Regions from separate parts of the Gossypium hirsutum genome. Here region 1 is linked to region 2. A link is a contact called in public Hi-C data. All regions are on one chromosome and are shown on one strand. Each heading gives the region's core, a stretch centred on a gene start, on an enhancer-like site or on the middle of the called end of the contact. The rest is flanking DNA. Distances are from core to core; before and after follow the strand shown. Region 1 overlaps LOC107957226 (3beta-hydroxysteroid-dehydrogenase/decarboxylase). Region 2 holds the start of LOC107957228 (probable acyl-activating enzyme 16, chloroplastic).

Region 1 (3,229 bases), core at 192-2,691, 230 kb before region 2:
AAAAAAAAAACCATGAAAACTGGAAAAGAGAAGAAAAAGCAAAGGGGAAATGAGGATTGAGCTGTTGCTTTACACTGGAAACAGAATCAATGTGTAATAATGAACTGCGGAAAGACTGAATGAAATTACCATAAAGCAGCATGTGATAACTACTAATACTCACATCTTTGATGATAAATTTCCATATCCATAAAGAGTGACAGTAACTAACAGCAGAAGCTTGGCTACTGATGAAGTAAAAGTTCTTCCGCACAGAAAGAACCAGTAAAATAATGAAGCCAGGATAAGAAAGCATAAAAGTGTTCTCTTTATTTCCCGCCACAGCAAGACATCTGCAACTGAATCCAAGTAATTCAAGCTCATTACAATGCGAATCCTTTGGCCAAACATAAACCTTAAAAAAATTGCCTATGCAATACCATCATGAAATTGTGAATAAAAAGAATCATATAATGGAATACCTATCCCGCTGCCTAGCAACTTCACTGCTTTTGATTGTTCTTTAAAATTGTTGTCTCTCATAAAAGATGAGTCTTTAGCTAAACGAGAGAATGATTCAATGGTTGACTTGATACCATCCTGTATCATCAGCAACAAGAAACAAAATGATGTCAAACTTTCAGATAAAAAACTTGCATTCTCGCTACTTGATTTTGAAAAACCATTTTCACACGATTTAAGTAAATGAGAAATGAGAACAAAAACTGTCTTTAAGTCAAACGTTTCTATGTGCAAAATTCAATCAGCTGGTGCTTAAATCCAACATTAATTTTCTCTTGGCTTCTGTTTAGGCAGGGGTGTTGAGATTGATGGGGTCAGGAATGGGAGTGGAATAGAGATCCTTGGGTGCCGAATGTTAGGGGTTTATACAGGAAACTTGAGGCAGTGGCCTTGGTTAGCTGGTAGCGAGAGTGATAAATGGTGTGCAAGTGGGAGTACGGTGTGTTACAATTGCCTCTATGGGCAAGACAAGAAGTCAAAGGCATTAAAAAAGGAAAGAAGACAAATAAGTTTACTTAGTAATATTCCTAATTAGAATAATTTATTTTAACAAGCATCTTATTGCATTAAAAGTCCTTAATTTTAGCTTCCTATTCGAAAGAATAAATCCTGTGTAACGAGTCTAGGTTAGGAGCTCCCTTCGACAGGTTACATTAATCATAGGTTCTTCTAATGGTAGAAATTGCAACAATGTGTTGCGCTCCAGAATTTTAAGTAGAAGAATTGGAAGAGAGAAGGGAAAAATAGAGAGGTTGAGAAGAAGAGAAAACACAGAGAAGAAGAAGAATTCTAAATTTTCTTTTAGTAAAAATATGCATAACCATTTTCATCCATCGTTCGTGCTTTAGAAGGAAAATAACAAGAAGCTCACGTGGTCATTTTCTGTTATACAAAACTCCCCGTTTAACTAATATGCTACGCCTCGTTTTATTTAATTTTCTTGCCCACAACAATACTACCGTCCCAAAAAATTTTCCTTGTCCTCAAGGATGGAAATGAGGATATTTGGTCTGCAGCAGGGACAGAACTTCCCAAGTCGCATCCTCAGGAAAAGAATCAACCCATTCAACAAGAACTTCGGTAACAGCTTGATTTCCTCTTTTAACTATTCTCCTATCCACAATTCGGACCAGCTCTTTCTATAACATACCATGAGCATCCATCAAAAGTAAATGATCTTGAGATGGAATTGAACCAATATGTCTCTTTAACTGAGCCACATGACAAGTTGGATGAATCTGAGAACCTGGAGGTAACTGCAAAGTGTAAGCCACTTCCCCAACCTTTTTGATCACCTGAAAAGGGCCATAATATTTAGAAGATAGTTTTTGATTGATGATTTTCCTGGGAGATTGCTGCCGGTATGGTTGCAGCTTTAAGTAAACCAGATCTCCTACTTGAAAACTTCTCTCAATTCTATGTTTGTCTGCAAACTGCTTCATACGAGTCTGAGCCCTTTTAAGGTGGAAGTGCAATAATTTCTGTGCAGTTCCCTAGCTTGCAAACTTCTGTCGACCACTGCTACCGAAAAAGCCCCAACTAAATATGGCATATGCGGCGGTGGAGACTGTCCATAGAAGGCTTCATAAGGAGTGAGCTGAATAGAGGAATGAAAAGAAGAATTATACCACCATTCTGCTAGTGGTAACCAATAGAACCAATTGGCAGGAGTCTCCCCATTCATGCACCGTAAATAATTCTCAAGACACTAGTTCAAAACCTCCGTCTGCCCATCTGTTTGAGGGTGGTATGCTGTAGATAACAAAATTTTGGTGCCTGCTCTATGAAATAACTCCTGCCAAAACCGACTAACAAAGATTTTGTCCCTATCTAAAATAATCGAATCAGAGGTACCATAGAGTTTGTAAACATGAGTCATATATTCTTGAGCCACTTCTTGAGCTGTGTATGGATGAGATAAGCCTAAGAAGTGACCATACTTGGTCAAATGGTCCACCACAACTAGGATAGAGTTTTTTCTGTTTGAGTTCAGTAAGCCTTCGATGAAGTCTAAACTAACCACTGCCCAAGCTCGATCCGGAATAGGCAAAGGCTGAAAGAGTCCTGGAGAGGCTACCTATTCACCCTTGCATTTCTGCCAAACTGAACATTCGCGTACCCAACGTTTAACATCAGTTGTTAAGCCCTTCCAATACAGCAAACTTGCCACTCGTTTCTTGGTCACATGTACCCCTGAATAACCCCCAATAGCACTGGCATGGAAATGGTAAAATAATTATTGCCACAACTGCAAATTCTACCCTACCACGATCTTCCCCTTCATTCGTAGAAAGCGGCCATCCCAAGAATATTTGTGATTGGAAAGCTTGGAGTGTTAGACATCTTGTATAACCTTCTTTAGCCTATCATCTAGCTCATAGGATTGCTGTACCTGCTGTAAGAGTTCAGATATAACTGAGCTGGTCGACAATTGGGAAATTTGACCTTGCTACAATTGAGGTTGTCGAGAGAGAGCATTGACGACCTTGTTGTTGACTTCTTTTCTATAAGAAACTTCAAAGTCATAGCCTAGCATTTTAGTGACGCAGTATTGTTAAAATGGTGTGATAGCTACCTGATCAGATAGGAATCGCAGGTTTTGATGGTTAGTCCTGATTTTGAAGTGCCTCCCCACAAGGTAAGAATGCCATTTTCGAACTGCCAATAATACTGCTAACATATCTTTTTCATATATGGATAGAGCCTGATGTCGTACTCCTAGAGCCTT
Region 2 (3,364 bases), core at 766-3,265:
CTCCAACTTAATTTAACTTTAGTTTAAATTACTTAAAATAATTAATTTTTTAAATTATAAACAAACATCTTCTCTTCTTTTACAAATTTTAATCATTTTGTTTTTTTCATAAGTTAATATTTTTTATTTTTGTGCAACAAAATTAGTAATTTTTGTGAAATTTTTTCATGTCATTGACACATAATTTTGATAATTATTTTACCATGAATCTTGAGCCTTGAACCTTGGACTCGAACCTTGAAACTTAAACCTTGAACCTTGAACCCTAAACCCCAAGGTTCAAAGTTTGGATTTGAGATTTAAGGTTTAGGTTTAATGTTAAAGGTTTGAGGTTACGAGTTTACGGTTTAGGGTTTAAGGATTTAATATTACAGGTTACGAGTTTGAAGTTTAAGATTCGGGTTTAAAGTTCAAGGGTTCAGGGTTATGAGTTTAAGTTCTATATTTTGGATTTAGGGTTTAAGATTCTAGATTCATGATTTTTGATTTGGGGTTCAGATAGAAAAAATTGTTAAAATGTTGTTAAATAATTGAAAAAAGATCATGAATAATGTGATGGAAAGTATGTATAAAATAATTTCATATTTTTAAAATTTGACGATTGACTAAATTTTATTGATACCTGAAACCCTTAATTTTTAGAATTATTCTAATTTAAATTATTTCGTTTATAAAAAATCAATATTTTCATAGTAATTCACCCGTTGTTTATTGGCTTTTTTACTTAAACAATAAAAAAATAAAATTAATAACTGAAATGTCATGCCCATTAGATTATTTACTAAAATAGTATGGTTTTACTAGTGCCGCCTGTCAAATTAGCGGCACTGGACTGAAATGTAATGATCTAAAGTATTCAAGGACCTGATATGAAATTTACCATTTTAAGTGGCTACTAAAAAAAAAGTGAAAGGGCGGTGCCTATAGTGTGGCGGCACCAAACCTTAAATGTGGTTAATTGTCTTGTAAGCCTTCCTTATTTATTATTTTCTTTTTATTCCCTTTTAACTCACTATATTGTGTTTAAACAAGCCCTTTACATATTTTTGTAGTTAAATAAATCCTTAACTTATGATTTTAATGTTAAAGTAAATATATCAAAGTAAAGCTATTTTTAAAAAATAAACTAATTCGCATTTTATTTTGATGTGAATTTGATGAGAATAGTTTATTAAATAAAAAGATAAAATTTAAAAATTTCTTGAGAGTACTTATATACATGATATTTTTAACTACTCTTTTGAAATTTTTGATTACTTTTTTAGATTTTATATTGATGTTAAAGTGTATAAAATTTTTATTGCATAAACAAAAAAAATTAAGATAAGAGCTTGAAATTTAAAATATATTTACTTTAATATTAAAATAAAGGGCTTTTATAAGTAAAAATCATAGGTTAAGAGCTTATTTAACTACAAAAACATTGAGGTTTAGAGTTTAGGTTCGAGATTTAAGATTCAAGGTTCGAGTTTAGAGTTTAAGATTTAAGTCTAATGTTTAAAAGTTTGGGGTTATGAATTTATAGTTTAGGTTCAAGGGTTTGGGGTTACAGTTTGAGATTCTATGTTTTCATGTTAGAGTTCGAGATTCTAGATTTAAGGATTTTAGTTTGGAGTTCAAATAGAAAAAAATTATTGAAATATTATTAAATAATTAAAAAAATTATGAATAATGTGTATAAAATAATTTCTCTATAAATAAATATATAATAATAATTTTATATTTTTAAAATTCGATGATTGGCTAAATTTTATTGAACCTTAATTTTTGTATCCCTTTATAAAGAATCGATAATTTTAAAGTAATTCACCATCTGTTTATAACTTTAAAATTATTTTTAAACTTAAAAACACTATAAAAAAAAGCACTGCTTAAATAATCAAATACTAATAATAATGTCAGGCAAGCAAGCTGGGTTTGAAAGATAAAAATAATGTGAAATACTTGATATTATAACTGAAATGTCAGTGTCAGTAGTATAAGTAAGTGGGCCGTTTTGTCGTGTATATAATTTTTAATTTGTTTGCATCGTCTCAATTCCCTATCATTTCCATATATCACGTTAATGTTTCTTCTTCAGCATCTTCAAGATACTTCGTGATCCCCTGCACTTGCTCCTCTCACCTACCACCGCCACATCACTTCACTTCCTTTGCTTTCGCTTTTTTCAAAAATGTTGGGGGCTCCGATCAAAATATCTTCTTCGCCTTCTTGCTGTTCTTCTTCTGAAAATAGAAAGGCGATCATGTTGTCGCCGGTTTGTTTAGATAAATCGAGGTCTTTTCAGTTTCTTTTCTCGGGTTCTAAATTGCGGTGCTCCAAAACTTTGGATACCAAGCAGCTCTCCAGCGCCAAGTTCAAGGTCTCCCGAGGATCGAAATTTCGAGTTTTCTGTGACTCCAAGGTGAGTTTCTTCGGAATTCTGTACTTTATTTTTATGGGATCATCGGGGATCTGTGATGGGTTGGGTTTTTGGATGTGTTCAACTGTTCATTCAATGTTCTTCTCCTGCAAGTTGGCTTTATTTTATTTTTGGTATTATATATATTTTAGTCAAATAGTTTTGGAATTGACGATATTGTTTGTCTGGTAATGAGTAATAGTAGTTCGTAGTAGAGTTAATTGGTTGGACGGTAGGGCTCAGAAAAAGACCGATAAAGCATTACAACTATACCATTCGGCTCGGTTTTGGTCTAAATTTATTAATTTTGGTCTGTTAAGTTTTTAATTTTTGGCTTATTAGGAAGATAGACCATCAAACTTTAAAAAAAAATATCAATTATACTTTTCTAATTTTTTACACCCACAATTTTAATCAATGAGATCTTTGATGAAGGTTGACCGTTAGAAACAAACAGCAACGTCAACATGATAGTTAAAAAATTCCACACCAGCAAAAATAAAGAAAATTCTATTTTAAAAATAAGTTAGTCACTGAACTTGGATATGGATAAATAGTTGTCTTTTATTTGAATTTGTGAGTGATAAACCCGACTAAGTAATTGAACAAAGTGAAGAAAATAATAATAAAAAAGATCAATATGGAAATTTATTTGGAAAAATTCCTCAATTAAGGATAAAAAACTACGGGTAAAAAAATATTCCACTACAATAAATAATGACTACAAGAGAGAGAATCAAAGGAAAATCTGAAACCCACAAGAACAAACCTTTCAAAAACAAAATTCTCTCAATATCAATATATTGTTGTATGTCTAACCTAGAGTAATTGTGACCTATTTATAACTTAGAATTCATAGTATAATATGACTAGAATGCCTCTAGATTAATCAGAGTTTAAATGGGAAACTGAAACAAAATTTAACTAAAAATAATAAAGTCGAAAGCTTGGACTGGACGTCGC

The links. A called contact is a pair of places that touch in the nucleus more often than the background predicts.
Region 1: a Hi-C map of leaf shows a contact between it and region 2, with 1.6 times the contacts expected there. The contact joins the enhancer-like site here to the promoter of LOC107957228 in region 2. A contact is called at or near these places in 3 of 34 Hi-C or Micro-C datasets (hypocotyl and leaf).

What each region holds. Positions count from the first base shown.
Region 1 is chrA05:67,659,708-67,662,936 of Gossypium_hirsutum_v2.1, reverse strand. It overlaps LOC107957226 (3beta-hydroxysteroid-dehydrogenase/decarboxylase), which reads right to left. Exons shown (of 12, transcript XM_016892683.2): 8 at 462-579; 9 at 164-338. Among protein-coding and RNA genes, the nearest start is that of LOC107957226, 20 kb to the right of the region's middle. Within about 2 kb of position 1,441, at least 5 of the 9 cell types and tissues checked have an H3K27ac peak or open chromatin away from gene starts, as enhancers often do. A contact at or near this core is called in leaf, where this site is marked.
Region 2 is chrA05:67,426,767-67,430,130 of Gossypium_hirsutum_v2.1, reverse strand. It overlaps LOC107957228 (probable acyl-activating enzyme 16, chloroplastic), which reads left to right and starts at 2,015. Exons shown (of 18, transcript XM_016892685.2): 1 at 2,015-2,404. The coding sequence starts at 2,174.